2 separate regions of the Sus scrofa genome follow, and region 1 is linked to region 2. Evidence: chromatin contacts called from public Hi-C data. All regions are on one chromosome and are shown on one strand. Each heading gives the region's core, a stretch centred on a gene start, on an enhancer-like site or on the middle of the called end of the contact. The rest is flanking DNA. Distances are from core to core; before and after follow the strand shown. Region 1 holds the start of SLC4A9 (anion exchange protein 4). Region 2 overlaps PFDN1 (prefoldin subunit 1).

Evidence for each region. A called contact is a pair of places that touch in the nucleus more often than the background predicts.
Region 1: a contact with region 2 is called in a Hi-C map of omental adipose tissue, with 4 times the contacts expected there. The contact joins the promoter of SLC4A9 here to the enhancer-like site in region 2. A contact is called at or near these places in 2 of 5 promoter capture datasets (fetal liver and liver), 32 of 47 Hi-C or Micro-C datasets (adipocytes, adipose tissue, alveolar macrophages and 17 more) and 2 of 2 datasets of contacts at active chromatin or transcription factors (alveolar macrophages and skeletal muscle).

Annotation. Positions count from the first base shown.
Region 1 is chr2:142,124,617-142,131,897 of Sscrofa11.1, forward strand. It overlaps SLC4A9 (anion exchange protein 4), which reads left to right and starts at 3,886. Exons shown (of 23, transcript XM_021084880.1): 1 at 3,886-4,723; 2 at 5,053-5,213; 3 at 5,495-5,608; 4 at 6,020-6,075; 5 at 6,223-6,380; 6 at 6,626-6,713; 7 at 7,022-7,176. The coding sequence starts at 4,506. It overlaps LOC110259509 (a long non-coding RNA gene), which reads right to left. Exons shown (of 6, transcript XR_002341945.1): 4 at 4,502-4,700; 5 at 348-447.
Region 2 is chr2:142,016,184-142,023,189 of Sscrofa11.1, forward strand. The region is part of intron 3 of PFDN1 (prefoldin subunit 1); the gene reads right to left. Among named protein-coding and RNA genes, the nearest start is that of PFDN1, 58 kb to the right of the region's middle. Within about 2 kb of position 1,633, at least 12 of the 83 cell types and tissues checked have an H3K27ac peak or open chromatin away from gene starts, as enhancers often do. A contact at or near this core is called in alveolar macrophages, omental adipose tissue, retroperitoneal adipose tissue and 1 more, where this site is marked.

The DNA.
Region 1 (7,281 bases), core at 2,636-5,135, 110 kb after region 2:
CACCACAGCTCACGGCAACGCCGGATCCTTAACCCACTGAGCAAGGGCAGGGACCGAACCCGAAACCTCATGGTTCCTAGTCAGATTCGTTAACCACTGCGCCACGACGGGAACTCCCCGTCATTGTTCTTACAATAAAAGAAGAATAATGAAATACACCTCAAATTGGTGGTGTCAGTAAAATTAACAGTGCATATTTCAGGTAAAATGCATTTTCTTTTGTTAGTTTTACTCTTATGAGTATTTTGGTTTTTTCCTATAACAGATATGATTTATGTATTTTAAGTCACTTTACAAAAACATGCTTTTTTTCTTAAAAAAAACACACACATTTCTTGAGTACTCACATTTTAGGTGTTGTTCTAAGCACTTAACACACATTATTTAATTCTCACAACAGCTCTCTGAGGAAGATAGTGTTTTCACCCCCATTTTTGAGGGCTGCACCTGTGGCACACAAAACACATGGAAGTCTCAGGCCAGGGATCAACCATGCACCAAAGCAGTGACCTGAACCACAGCAGTGACAACACTAGATCCTTACCCCACTGAGCCAACAGGGAACTCCTTCACCCCCGTTTTCGATATGAGAAAACCTTAAGGAGGTTGAGCTATCTGCCCAGCTGGCTGGGAGTGAAACTACACGTGATAAAATTTCATAAAACTATACACACAAATGAGGGCAAGTAGGAATAAGTGACATCTAAATAAGGCCTGCAGAATTCCCATTGTGGCTCAGCGGTAACGAACCCAGCTAGGATCAATGAGAATACAGGTTAGATCCGTGGCCTCGCTCAGTGGTTTAAGTATCCGGCATTGCCATGAGCTGCGGTGTAGGTCAAAGACAAGGCGCAGATGTGGTGTTGCTGTGGCTGTGGTGTAGACCAGCTGCTGCAGCTCTGATTCAACCCCTAGGCTTGGAACTTCATATGCCTCACCTGGGGCCCTAAAAAGCAAATAAATAAATAAGCAAGTAAGGCCTGCAGTCAAGTTAACTGTGTTGTACTTATGTCATCATCCTTTTGTTTCGTTTTGCTTGTGTTTTTTTAGGGCCGCATCCACAGCATATGGAAGTTCCCAGGCTAGGGGTCGAATCAGAGCTGTAGCCGCTGGCCTACACCACAGCCACAGCAACTTGGGATCCGAGTTGCCTCTGTGACCTATACCACAGCTCAGAGCAACGCCAGATCCTTTAACCCACTGAGATGGGTCAGGGAACGAACCCACATCCTCATGGCTACTAGCTGGGTTTGTTACCACTGAGCCACAATGGGAACTCCTTCATCCTTGTTTTGATATTGTATTATTGCTGAGTAAGATGTTACCCTGGGGGGAAGCTGGATGAACAGTACCAGCCAGAGACCTAGTTTTTGGGCGACTTTTTCTACAGGTCTTCTATAATTAGACTCAAATAGTTTTTTTTTTTATTAAAAGTTTTTTAAAAAGCTTGTCGTAAGGATGACATGAGATAATACGCCTTGTACAGTGGTTGGAGACAACTGACGGTTCGGTGTATGATACATTCTTTCTTCATAGTTATATGACAGGCTCCCTTCATTGTGTATACTATGTACCAGCCCTCTTTTAATGCCCTGTTCCATCTAATAAAACCTATGATGTAGGCACTTGTATTTTCCTCCATTTGCTGATAAGAAAACTCAGGTTCTACAAAGATAAATCTCTTCTCCACTTGCTAGAAAGGGACCCAGCCAGGATTTGCAACCAGGCAGCCTCTTGGTGACACCACTCCCTCCCCCTCAGGGCCGGCTCAGTGGACTGCTACAGGTCTGCTTTGAATCTTGGAAATCATCTACTCCAACCATCTCAGTTTCGGTGGAAACAAACAGGCTCAGAGGGGGGAAGGGTTTGGCCCAAAGACTCCCAATACGTCTGTGACTGAGCCAGGATGAGTACCAGGTCTTTGAACGCCTGAGCCTGGGTGTCTCCCAGGGCTGCCGGCCCACCCCGCACACCCTCACTGGGAGACTGCTCGTGCCCACAGGCGGACCCTGGCTCTCATCCACCAACCTGTACAGCTCAGGGCCCTTGAGACCCAGCAGAAAGAGGGGCCGGGGGAGAGCAGAGGCATGGCGGCCCTCTAACACAGGCAGCATCGGGAGCCAGGGAAGCTGGGCCATAGAGAGGGCAAGGGCAGACCCTCTGAACTTGGCGGGGGTGGAAAGGGAGGGCGTGCTTGTGAGGGGGTATTCATGCTAAATCCAGCTCCTGTCCCCTCCAGACTCCCTTGAGTCACTTGCCCCTGAGGTTGGGACACATTCTTGGAGGGGGTGGCTAGGGGATTCCCCGCCCTCTCAAGCCCTAGGCCAGTTTCTGTTCATCCTGGGAACGAAACCAACTCCCTCCACTCAGACTCAGCCCTCAGTCCCCCACTGGTAATACGGTGACTCGCTCCCCTAATTGCTGTCCTGGGACCTCCTTGGACTTGGAGCGGTTAGCCCTAAATCCAGACCTAGGGTTGGTGGGGAGGGGAGGAACGGGTAACAGGTGTCCCATGGGGGGTTTGACACACATTCAGATGAGCCTGATGGGTTTCTCTCCCCACCCCTGTTGCGCTCCTCGCCATAGCTCATCGCACCAAGCCAATCTGCCGTGGGGGAGGGCAAGGCAGAAGTTCCTGGAACCCTCCAGGCCACCTCTGCGCGTGGTGGGTCCGCCGGGAAAGGAAACCCGACCGACCCTTGGACCAAGGGAGAGGCCCTAGCGATCCGGTCCGCGGGGAGCAGCGCCCTCGTGTGGCCTCTGGGAGCAGCGCCGCTCATTTCTCAACCCCTCCCCTTCTGTGAGCTCATTGAAGTAGTATTTATTGAGTGTGACTAGGTGCTCTAGGGGCAACGGTGAAGAAGATAGATAACATACCTGCTCCGTGGACAGCGCATTCTTCTGGGTGTGTGTGTGTGCGCGCGCGCGTACGTGCATGCACGCACGTGTGGAGGAGCAAGCAATAAATGATAAATAATAAACAAGGCAGTTACTACCAGTGATAATTGCTAGGAAGAAAATAAAACAAAAATAAGATGGAGAAACTTAGGACAGGATGAAAAAAGGAGATGTTCCTGAGTAGGGAATGTCTGCGATGAGACCTAGGTGAAGATCTGGGGGGGAAGCTTTCCTTGTTGAGAGAAGGGTTACTGCAGGAACAGAGGGGGGCTTTGGGGAACAGAGGGAGCTCAGAGTTGCTGGAAAGGATCGAGGAAGCACAGAATAGTATGAGAGTCTATCAGGGAGGCGGGCTGGGACCAGGCTATACGTCAGATCTTAGAGGCCATGACAGAGGTCGGATATTCTTCCAGGAGTAATGAGGATGCACAGGGTGGGTTTTGAGCAGAAGAGTAATATCGCTTGATTATCTTCTAAAAATGTTTATTTTGGCATTCTCTTGAGGTGCAGCCAGTTAAGGATCCAGCATTGTCACTGCAGCGGCTTGGGTCACTGTTGTGGCATGGGTTCAATTCCTGGCCCAGGAACTTCCATCTGGTGGAATAACAAAAGGACTCCTATGTTGGAGTGAAATGGAAACATACTAAAATTTAAAATAAAAATCATAAACTGAAAGGACCCCAATGGCTGCTGTGTGGAGAATGGAAGAGGGGAAGCAGGGAAATGACGCAACAGGTTAGAGCTATCGAACCAATCCAGGGGAGACGTGAGAGCGGCTGGGAACAGGATGGCCACGTGGAGGTGGGGAGTTGTGGTTGGATGCTGGGTCTGTTTTGAAAGTAGAGCCAACAGGACTTGCTAATAGACCACATTCTCTTGCTCACCTGGCTCCCTGAACGCCTCCAGACACACCCCCTAGCTGGCTCCTCCATGTGCGGTGGGGGGCTGAGTTAGCGGGTAGATCCCAGGCCCACAGCTAAATGAGGAAATTTCCAGGTGTTGTCGGTCAAAGGCATGTAAGACTCAGGCACTGCATTCTCAGTGAATGGCCTCCACTTTCCATTGTAAGTCCATTAAGCGGGCAGGGTGTCTGCCTGCTGTCTCCCTTAAGCTGCCTGACATCCATGGATAGACCCAGTTATTTATTGGGTCTCTGTTTATGCCAGTGGGTGCCCTCTGGGTGTGTTAGTGACACCCGAAACAGTCCACAGCATTCGGTGTTTGTATTTGACACAGAGTAGAGGGTAGTATGATCTGGGGGCCAGACCTCAGCTCAAGCCAGCGAGGGACTCCTGTTCATTTACACAAAACACAGTAGGGTCAGACGTGATCCCACAGGAAACGTGCACATTGCTTTGCCCCAGGTCAGGCATTTCTTGAAGAGCCTGGAAAGCTGAGATTAGCCTCACACACTCAGGCCAGCAGGGAATGGGGAAAACAAGCAGGGGACGAGGTGACCTGTTGGCTCCGGAGTCAGCAGGCCTCGCTCTGTCTGTGTCGTGCTGCATGGGGGGGAGGGTGCCTTATAAATACAGCCAGCCAGAGGGCCCTGGCCCCAGAACCGAGGACAACAGCAGCCCCTGAGCATCTGTGCAAGTCTCACCGAGATGAAGCTGTCAGGCCAGGAAGAGTTTGAAGTCTCCAGAGCTTGTGAAAATGTGCCCACAGGAGAGCTGGACAATGACTCTGGCTCTGGGCCCAGACCTGATGATCCCTTAGACGCGGCCAGCGGGAAACTGGGGGATCCCAAGGACCTCCTGCTCTTCATTCAGCTCAACGAGCTGCTGGGCTGGCCCCAGGCGCTGGAATGGAGAGAGACGGGCAGGTGAGTGGGACCAGGGCGGTTTTGGGGGGGTCTTTCCCCTGCCCCCAATGGGGCCTCCTCCATGACCGCCAGCTCTTCCTGTGTGTGTGTGGGGGGGGGGTAGTCTCACTCCCAGTCAGTTCCTTTCTGTGTTTTGAGTTCCCCGAGATGCAAGATGAGGGGTGACTACTGCCCAGGAAGGAGCATGCTCTTGTACCGCTGGGCCCAGGATCCCCTCCCCGACTGCCTCACCTTCCCTGGCTCGCCTGCATCCCCACTCCTAGCCTGTGTCCCCACTCCTAGACTTGGACAGATGCCTGCAATAACATGGTGTACCCTCTTCACCACAGGTGGGTGCTGTTTGAAGAGAAGTTCGAAGTGGGTGCAGGCCGGTGGAGTGCCCCCCATGTGCCCGCCGTGGCGCTGTCCAGCCTCCAGAAGCTCCGCAGTCTGCTGGCCAAGGGACTTGTCCTGCTGGACTGTCCAGCTCAGAGCCTCCTGGAGCTTGTGGGTACGCTGGGTGCCTTTGCTGAGAGGGCCTGGGCAGCCATGTCGTTTCACCAAGATTTTCCTCCCCAAAGTCTTGGAACTTTCCAAAGCCCACCCCGCCCCGCCGCAGGGGATTCCATCCCTGTCACAGGGGAGAGATGCAAACGCAGAGCGGAAAGAGCAGGTTCACTGGCCCCTTCATTCCCTGAGACTCTCAGAAGGGAAAGGGACCTGGGCAGAGGGGAAGGGGAGCGGTTGGGGGCAGGGAGTTCTTGGGAAAAGGATGGGAGCCTCTTTCTCCAGAGCAGGTGACCAGAGTGGAGTCGCTGAGCCCAGAGCTGAGAGGGCAGCTGAAGGCCTTGCTGCTGCAGAGACCCCAGCACCCCATCCAGACCACAGGCACCAGCCCCTGCCGGGGTGAGACGTCCCACCCTGAGCCCAGGACCAGAACTCTGGGGTGGGAGGGCCCCAGATCTCCCCTGTACTTCCCGGACCAAGGGTGGCCTGGCCTCTACTCAGACCTCAACCCAGGGGTGAGAAGCGGGCGTAGTAGGGAGGGCAGAAGAATGGAGGAGCCAGAATCCCAACAGCCAGAGCTCTGCGAAGGGAGGTTCTTGGTAGATGCTGGGGAGACTACACAGTGGTTTAATCTTCACAGCCATGGTGGGAGGCAACACCCACATTATCCCCATTCTAGCGCTGAGAAAACTGAGGAGCAGAGGGAGAAGGTGGGCTCCAGTTTTCACAACTTGGCAAAGCTGGGCAGGGAGCCCTGGGGGGTCTCGCCCAGAGTCTGTGCTCTTAATCACGCAGAATCCTGCTTTGTAGGATCGGCCCAACCAAGAGAGGCTTCGCGGGATGAGGAAGCGCCCCTGAAGGAGCAGGTGTGTGGCCCTTCCTTGGGCAGGGCTGGGAGAGGAGCCAGGGGTTCACAGAGACCCACCCTCCGCCAGCCTCCTCCTCAGTCCAGATCCTGCCGACAACCTCTTCCCCGAAAAACCTCTCCTCCTCCGGGTCTCTTTAACCCCCAGCGACAGAACCCTCTGAGACAGAAGCTCCCCCCGGGGACTGAGGCGGGGGCTGTGCTGGCCGGAGAGCTGGGCTTCCTGGCGCACCCCCTGGGGGTCTTTGTGCGACTGCGGGATCCAGTGGTGCTGGGGCCCCTCACTGAGGTGCCTCTCCCCAGCAGGTGAGGCTGCCGAGTGGGGCTCAGGGATCCTGGAGCCCCGAGGAGGCCCTTACTGGGGAGGGTATTAGGGGGTCTTTGGGCCCCGCTCCCTTGGGCTGGGGGGCTCAGGGAGGGGCAGCGGTCAGGACTGTGAGGAAGGCACCCGCGCGAGTGTGTGCGTGGGGCTGGTAGGGAGTCAGAGCCCAGCGCTGCCCTACGAGAGGGAGCAGCCGCCGACGCTCCCTGGAACCTGGTTCCTTCCTCAGGTTTTTCTGCCTCCTTGTCGGTCCCCCGACCCTGGGAAGGAGCTATCACGAGATGGGCCGGGCGGTGGCTGTCCTCCTCAGCGACCCGGTGAGCTGGGCAGGTGTCGGCGTGCACGCGTGCGCACCCAGGCTTGTGGCAGTGAGTGCGTGCGCGGACTCGATACGTGTGACCGAGTGCGGCAACGAGGCCGAGATCACCGGCCCTTGGCTAGCGCCGCACCCCCTCCGCCAGCGCAGCGCCGGGGCGCAGTAGGCACCCACGCTGCTCGATGCCCGCGTGCGACACGAATGCTTGAGGGACCCGCCTGCCTGTGTGACGTGTGTCTCGTTTTGAAACTGCAAGTGCCTGTAAGGGTGAAGCTTCGTATTTAGCGCCCCTCTGCGCCCTGTCCCCAGCAATTCCAGGGGTCAGCTCGTCGGGCCAGCAACCTTCAAGACCTCCTGGCAGCCCTGGATGCCTTCCTAGAGGAGGTGACAGTGCTCCCTCCAGGTCGGTGGGATCCAACAGTTCGGATTCCCCCGCCTAAATGTCTGCCCTCTCAGCACAAAAGGTATCTGGGGGTCATGGTCCCATAGAGACCCTTCCGCACTGGCCTTGGGTCCACTGTTGGGGGCGTTGAGGCGGGGAGGGGAGGCGGTTGCCAGGAAAGGGACAG
Region 2 (7,006 bases), core at 383-2,882:
CTCCACGACGGGAGCTCCAGCGACATAGTCTTGCTCTTCGCTAACTCTCTGACCTCCCCTCCCTCCCACTCATTTAGCTCTGGGCACACTGGCCTCCAACCCATCAGGCGCGCTCCTGCCTATCCTTTGTCCTGGGGTCTATGGGTAGGAACCCCCGTCTCCAGAGAGCCGAGTGACTTGCTCCTTCGCCTCCTTCAGATCCTTCTCAAAGGTCACCTTGTGGGAAAGGCCTTCTAGATCACAGGCAGCCCACGCTCTATCCTCCTCACCCTGATTTTCCTCCAGAGCGCCCGAGGCCCCCTGAAGCCGCATCTGTCGCCTGCCTGCCTGCCCTCGCGAGAAGAAAGGGTCCCCGAGGGCAAGACTGTGTTCTCCTCCTCGACGCGGGCCCGGTGTCTGGAGGCACGGCTGGTTCACGACAGGAGCTCAGGACGTGCTGCCCACACGTGCCCGCCGCGGGGAAAGGACGCCTGCCTGATGGCCCCGCACGCGCGCCTTCTCGCGTCCTCTCCGCTTGCGGAACGAGGACCGCCCGCCAGAGGGCGCGACGGCAGAGGCCGACCACGCTCCTCCCGCGGGGTGCTTTTCGGGGTCTGGCCCTGCCCTCTGACCTCTGCCCCTAGACTCAAGCTCGGCCCTCACGGATCCCGACGGGCATCCGAATCTTGCTCCCACAAACAGGCCCTAAGAGTCAAGCCCTCACGATGTCCCCGGTCAACCCATGACACTATAGAACAAACCGTCCCAAGTTCCTGTGTCCTGGGGTTGGAAGTCCCGCTCCAGGTGCCATCACGTCGGAGCTGCTGCCACGACAAGGGGGCGATGTTTGCTAGGAAACTCCGGGAGGCGCTTAACCGCCCCCCCCCACCACCACCACCAGGAGCCCCAGGAAGGCCTAGGCGCCCTTCCGCCTCGCCAAGGGACCTCCCTCCAATCCCGTTCCTAGGAAGTTCTCTAGTGCCTTCCAACCACAGAGCTCTGGGTGCAGCCACTCTCTGGTGTGGCCTGGTCCTGACGTCCAATTCTGAGGTTTCCTGTAGGGCTCGGCACGACCAGGGAGGTGACATGGTTGGAGCTACTGCGCATCAGCCTGAGGTTCTTCTTTCCGGGCATCGGACTGAGGAGCTGGTGTTTCATTCCCATCCTCTCACAGAGGAAAGAGGCCAAGTCCAGAACTTTGCTGACATGACACAATCAGACAGACTCCCGAGGTAATTCATCTCGTGACACCATCTCTAGAGACTTTTTTCTTTTCTTAGGAACTTTGCCTCTCTCTCTTTCTCTAAAGTAGTTTTGGTTTGTCTGTCATTTCTTAGGGTGTAGAAAAGTTTCCCCCCTCACTTTTTATTCCCCCACTTGTAAAATGAGGATTTAGACAACCCCAAATTACAAACCCAAGGGCCTCCCTGGGTCTCCTGCTCGCTCAGTTCTGCAGAGCCCTACGACGGCCAGAGGGGCCAGCGGGCCACACGGAGCAAGCTCAGCTAGTGGCCAAAGGCGCTGAAGGCTGAGCAGGCACGTCTTGGCAGGTGGGGTGAAATGCGAAGGCGGCAGGAGGAAGAGAAAAACAAAGGCAAGGCGGGGGCCCAATGAGAGAAGTTAGAAAGGGAAATGAGACAGCTGGGCAGAGCCCCGAAAGTGCAAGTGCTGTGACGGCCTGAGTGGGTGTGGAGTGCTCACCACAGGCAGGAAAGACAGGCCGAACCGGACCGGAACTGGTACAAAAGAAACAAGGGAGCGGAGGATGCTCGTCCACTGTTGAACTCATCTGGGCACATCCACTTCACCGTCAAGGACACAACTGGGCTGCAACGGAACTGCTAAGCTGCACGTGGCTGGGAGACAAACTCAAAGAATGGGAAAGCAATTTTACGCGTGGAGCAGGAGAATAAAAAGAAATCTCAACAGGGGTTACTGTCTTTTAACAAATGCTTTCGAGACATCTTCCAGCGGTCCCTCTCCCGAGAGACAGGCACACAAGACTTGGATCACCTGAGCACTGACCTTGTTGCTCCTCCCAGATGCTCTTTCATGTGCTAAAGAGACTCTGCCGCTGCCACTGTAGGGGTCAGACTCCCGAATCCCACTTTTGATCCCCTGCTCAATCTACCCAAGACAAACCTCTATGCTACGCGAGCATTTCCTCCCAATGACAATGTTTAGCCTTTTAGGCCCCTAGAGTTCATGCGATCTCTACCTACTATCGCCTCCCTAACACATCAGTTTCCCTTAAGTCCCAGAAAAAGGCCCGTCCTCAGACAACCTGAGGAAGAAAGTTCCTAAGTTCAGAGCAAGAAGGGGCAATGTTCCCATGTAAATGGCAGACGGAGATCAGGCCTCCTCCAAAGAGGTATTACATTTGTGGGCACCAAGCTTAAAAGGCATAAGGCAAGCCAATAAATCATGTCAAGTGATAAACACATGACGTAGGTAGGGACATTTGGCTCAGAGAAGATTCAAGGGAGAAGGAACCCAACTATGACCTTCCATATCCAAAGCGATGGCTCTCTTAAAGTGTGGCCCCCAGACCAGCAGCATCGGCAACACTGGGGAACTTGTTAGAAATGCACATTCTTGGGCCCCAAGCCAGACCCACTAAATCAGAAACTCTAGGGATGACACCTGGCAATGTGTTTTCACAAGCCCTCCAGGCAAGTCTGCTGACGTCCAGTGAATTTTGAGAACCTCGTTCAGAAGTGGAAGTCACCAAACTTTTTCTATGCAGGGCCAGACAGTAAATAGTCGAGGTTTTGTGGGGTTGCTTCTATCACAACTATTCAACTCTGCCACTGCAGTGCAGAAGCAACAAAGAAAATACGTCAACAAATGGGCATAACTGTGTTGTAAAAACGCAAAAACAAATGAGCCAGACCTGGCCGGCAGGGTATGGTTTTCGAACCTCTGTTCTTAAAAAAGAGCGAGCCTTCAAAAGGAGCACTGAATCTAACCGGCAGAGGTTTTCTCTTCCAATGAAAACTGCCTCATCAAAGGATAAATTTCCATTCATTCATCCAAGCCTACTGCCAAATGATGGTTCCTCTTTTTTCCCTCCCAAACCCCTGGTTCTTGAAATCAGTAGCATCATGGGGTGCCACCCTCTTCCCCCCTCCTTGCTGCCTCGACCCATCAGTACCCTCATTCAGATGGCTCACTGTCTTTCTCTCCACGACTGCTGCCCCACTCAAGGGGACTTCAACAAGACTGAAGATGATCCATCCAATACCGTGACCGCCTCTCCCCTCACAATTTTCACCTGAGCCACCCAGACCACGGCCGTACCAAGACATCCTGACACCACCAGTAACAGCAGCTCCCCCAGGATTTCAGCTCCACTACCACTACTTCCTACTTTTTTAGCTTACTTCTATCTAGTAACTCTCCCTCCAGCACTTCTTCAACTTTGTCACTCAAGTTTTTCATGATCCATTCTGCTTCCATGCTTCTCCCTCCCACACACAGTCCACTACTTGTATTTATTCTGCTTGTGAACCCCCTTTGCTCCTCTCTCCCTCTGCGGGACTTACCTGGCAAAATGCCAACCCAAGCTAAACCAACCATCGACCATGACTGTTCCCAAATATGTTAGTACCCAAACAGCTGAATGCTGCTGGAGAAAAACACTTAACTGCGCTGCATGGTTTCACTTTACATGCGGGACCATGAATCTCAAATAGGCACTCACCACTATCCAGAAATTCTATTAAAACTTCCTTAATATAGTAACTTGTCTGCTCTCCAAATAACTCTTTCAAGCTTTATCTTGTCTCTTCAACTCTCCTACCCTCTCTCCTCCCCTCTCATTCCCAGCTCACAGAGAAGCGAGAAGCAATCTGATGAGAGCTCCATCTTTCTATGATCAAACCTGCTACCTGACTGACACCTGTACATACACAGGTTTCTTTCCCTATTGTTAAAATAGAGGGTCAGCTCCTATCAAAACACAATCCCTCCATTTGGGTATTGATTCCATCTCCTCAAAAATTTTGTTCCCACAAAATTTTGTTTTCTTTCTTCTTAATCTTCAATTTTGCTTTCTCCGCAAAATCCTTCTTGGCAAGGTGAGTCACTTTAAAAAAACACAGAAAACAAACCCAAAACCTGACCCCTTTCTCATCCCCACATTCCCCATAGTCACTGCCCCCGTTCTCTCCTCCCCTTCTTGAAAAATCTCTTGGACCAATTGTTGGGTAGCTGCTTCCACTTCCTCAAACCTCTCCCATCACGCTTCCCGTCTAATCCCCTGAACTGACTGCATGACTGCAGCCCCGGTCACCAATGATCTCTGTTGCCCAAAGCGGTGTTACGCTGTTCTCTTCTTGCTCAGCGCATTCTTACTCATCGATGGCATTCAACACACTTCCTCTCTTAGCTTTCGAGATCCCACACTCCTATAGTCCTCTTACTCTCCTGCCCACTCCTTCCAAGTCCTCGTTTGCTGACAACGCCTCCTCTACTCAACGTCAAAATGTTGGCACTTTCTGAGAGGCTGTCCCAGAACTCCTATCCCTCTATCTCCGAAACCTCATCTAGTCTCACATCTTTAAACATCACTATGACTTCCGTATTTGTATCTCCGACCCAGACCTCTCCATAATTACAGATTTACACATCAAATTGCTTATAAAACATATCCCCCTGGAGTTCCTGTCGTGGTTCAGTGGTTAACGAATCCAACTAGGAGTCATGAGGTTGCGGGTTTGATCCCTGGCCTTGCTCAGTGGGCTGGGGATCCGGTGTTGCCGTGAGCTGTGGTATAGGTCGCAGACGCAGCTCGGATCCTGCGTTGCTGTGGCTCTGGCGTAGGGCAGCGGCTACAGCTCCGATTCGACCCCTAGCCTGGGAACCTCCATATGCCGCGCGAGCGGCCATAGAAAAGGCAAAAAGACAAAAACAAACAAAACATATCCCCCTGGATGTTGAACCCAAACATCACATGTCTAAGACAAGCACACCTGATGTACAGTCACCCCAGGGCCTCCCAGTCTTCTCCGTCTCAGTGAGTGGCAGTCATCCAAGTGCTCAATTTAAAAACCACAGAAACAAAAAAATACAGAAAGCATCCCTGATTCTTCTCTTTTCCTCATATTCCATACCTCCTATCCAGCCATCAGTCTTAACTTACTTCCAAATATACCCTAAAACCACCCTCTTCTTTCTATACATCTCCACTGCTACCATTCTAGTCCAAACCTCCATCACCCTCGCCTGGATGTTTATCATGGATACTCTGATGAATAAATCAGGTTACTTTCTGCTCAGAACCTTTAATGTCTTCCCATGATACTCTGAATAACATCCAAACTCCTGGAGTTCCCACTGTGGCTCAGCAGTAACAAATCCAACTAGTATCCATGAGGACATGGGTTCAATCCCTGGCCTCACTCAATGGGTTAAGGCTCAGGCACTGCCAAGAGCTGTGCTGTAGGTCGCAGATGTGGCTCAGATCTCACGTTACTGTGGCTGTGGCACAGGCTGGCAGCCTCAGCTCTGATTCAACCCCTAGCCTGGGAACTTCCATATGCTGCAGGTGCAGCCCTAAAAAAAAGATCCAAACTCCTCAACCTGGGCAATAAGGCCCTGCGTGATCTGAACTCTGCCAACCACTACAACTTTACTTCAGTTCTTTCCCCCTTTCACTTGTTTAAACAATTCCACCAACCTTAAGGCATTTGTATCATCTATGCCCTCTACCTAGAATGTTCTTCCTTTGGATACTTTAAAGTGGCTAGCTGCTTCTTTTCATTCCAACCTTAGCTGAAATTTTACCTTTTCAGAGAGGCCTCCTCAATAACCTTCTAAAATACCGCCTTTACTACATGATACTTTTTTGCTTATAGAGTGATTATCTGTATCTGAAAGCAAGTTCCGTAAAAGCAGGGATTTGGTCTGACTTGACTAATGCTTCATCCCAGCACCGAGAACTGACACACGGTGGATTTAACCAACAGTCACTGAGCACTCAATATATGTTAGTCCCAGAGAGCATCGACATCAGAGCGGTGAACAAGTTACTCCCTTATTCACAGCGATTACACTGCTGCAGGGCACACAGACATTGACCTATCATTGCAAGAGGGACTGTGAGGAAAAGCACAGTGTCTGGTAGCGGAAACCCACCTGGTACAATCAAGGAACTCACACAAGTACTTCTGAACTGGCTGAGGATGAGTAGGACTTAATTAAGTGGAGAGTTGGCATGGGGAGAGCGCAATTCCAGGCAAATGGAGCAGCCTGTGCAAAGGGCACATGAAGCAAGGCATGTCTGGCACCAAACGACAGCCAGTGAGGCTGAAGTACAGAACGGGGGGAGTCGGGGAGACAGATAACCTAGAAGGATGGGGCTGGGGAGGGTGAGTCAGATCATGCAGGGTCTTAAGCCATATTAAAGATTTGGTATCAAAGACAATGAAAAACCACTGAATTTTAGGCATGAGTGACAAAAATAAAATTTCCATTGAAAACAAAAACCGGAGTTCCCGTCGTGGCGCAGTGGTTAACGAATCCGACTAGGAACCATGAGGTTGTGGGTTCGGTCCCTGCCCTTGCTCAGTGGGTTAACGATCCGGCGTTGCCGTGAGCTGTGGTGTAGGTTGCAGACGCGGCTCGGATCCTGCGTTGCTGTGCCTCTGGCATAGGCCGGTGGCTACAGCTCCGATTCAACCCCTAGCCTGGGAACCTCCATATGCCGCGGGAGCGGCCCAAGAAATAGCAACAACAAAAGACAAAAAGACAAAAGACCAAAAAAAAAAAAAAAAAAAAAAAAAGAAAGCAAAAACCTTCTGACTGTAACACAGAGAATGAGTTAGACCAGAGCTTTTTGCAGAAAGCCCAGTGAATCACAAATGGGTAAGTGTGTGCAAGATCTAGATCCACTTTGTCCCTCAAGTGGCCGGGTGGGTTCAGGGCAGGCTAAGCCCCTCCCGGCAGCTGCCTCAGCCTTGCCTAGCCTTTGTCCACTTACCCTAGCGAATCATGCCAATCTTGCTCTCTGGGTGTGTGATGGAAA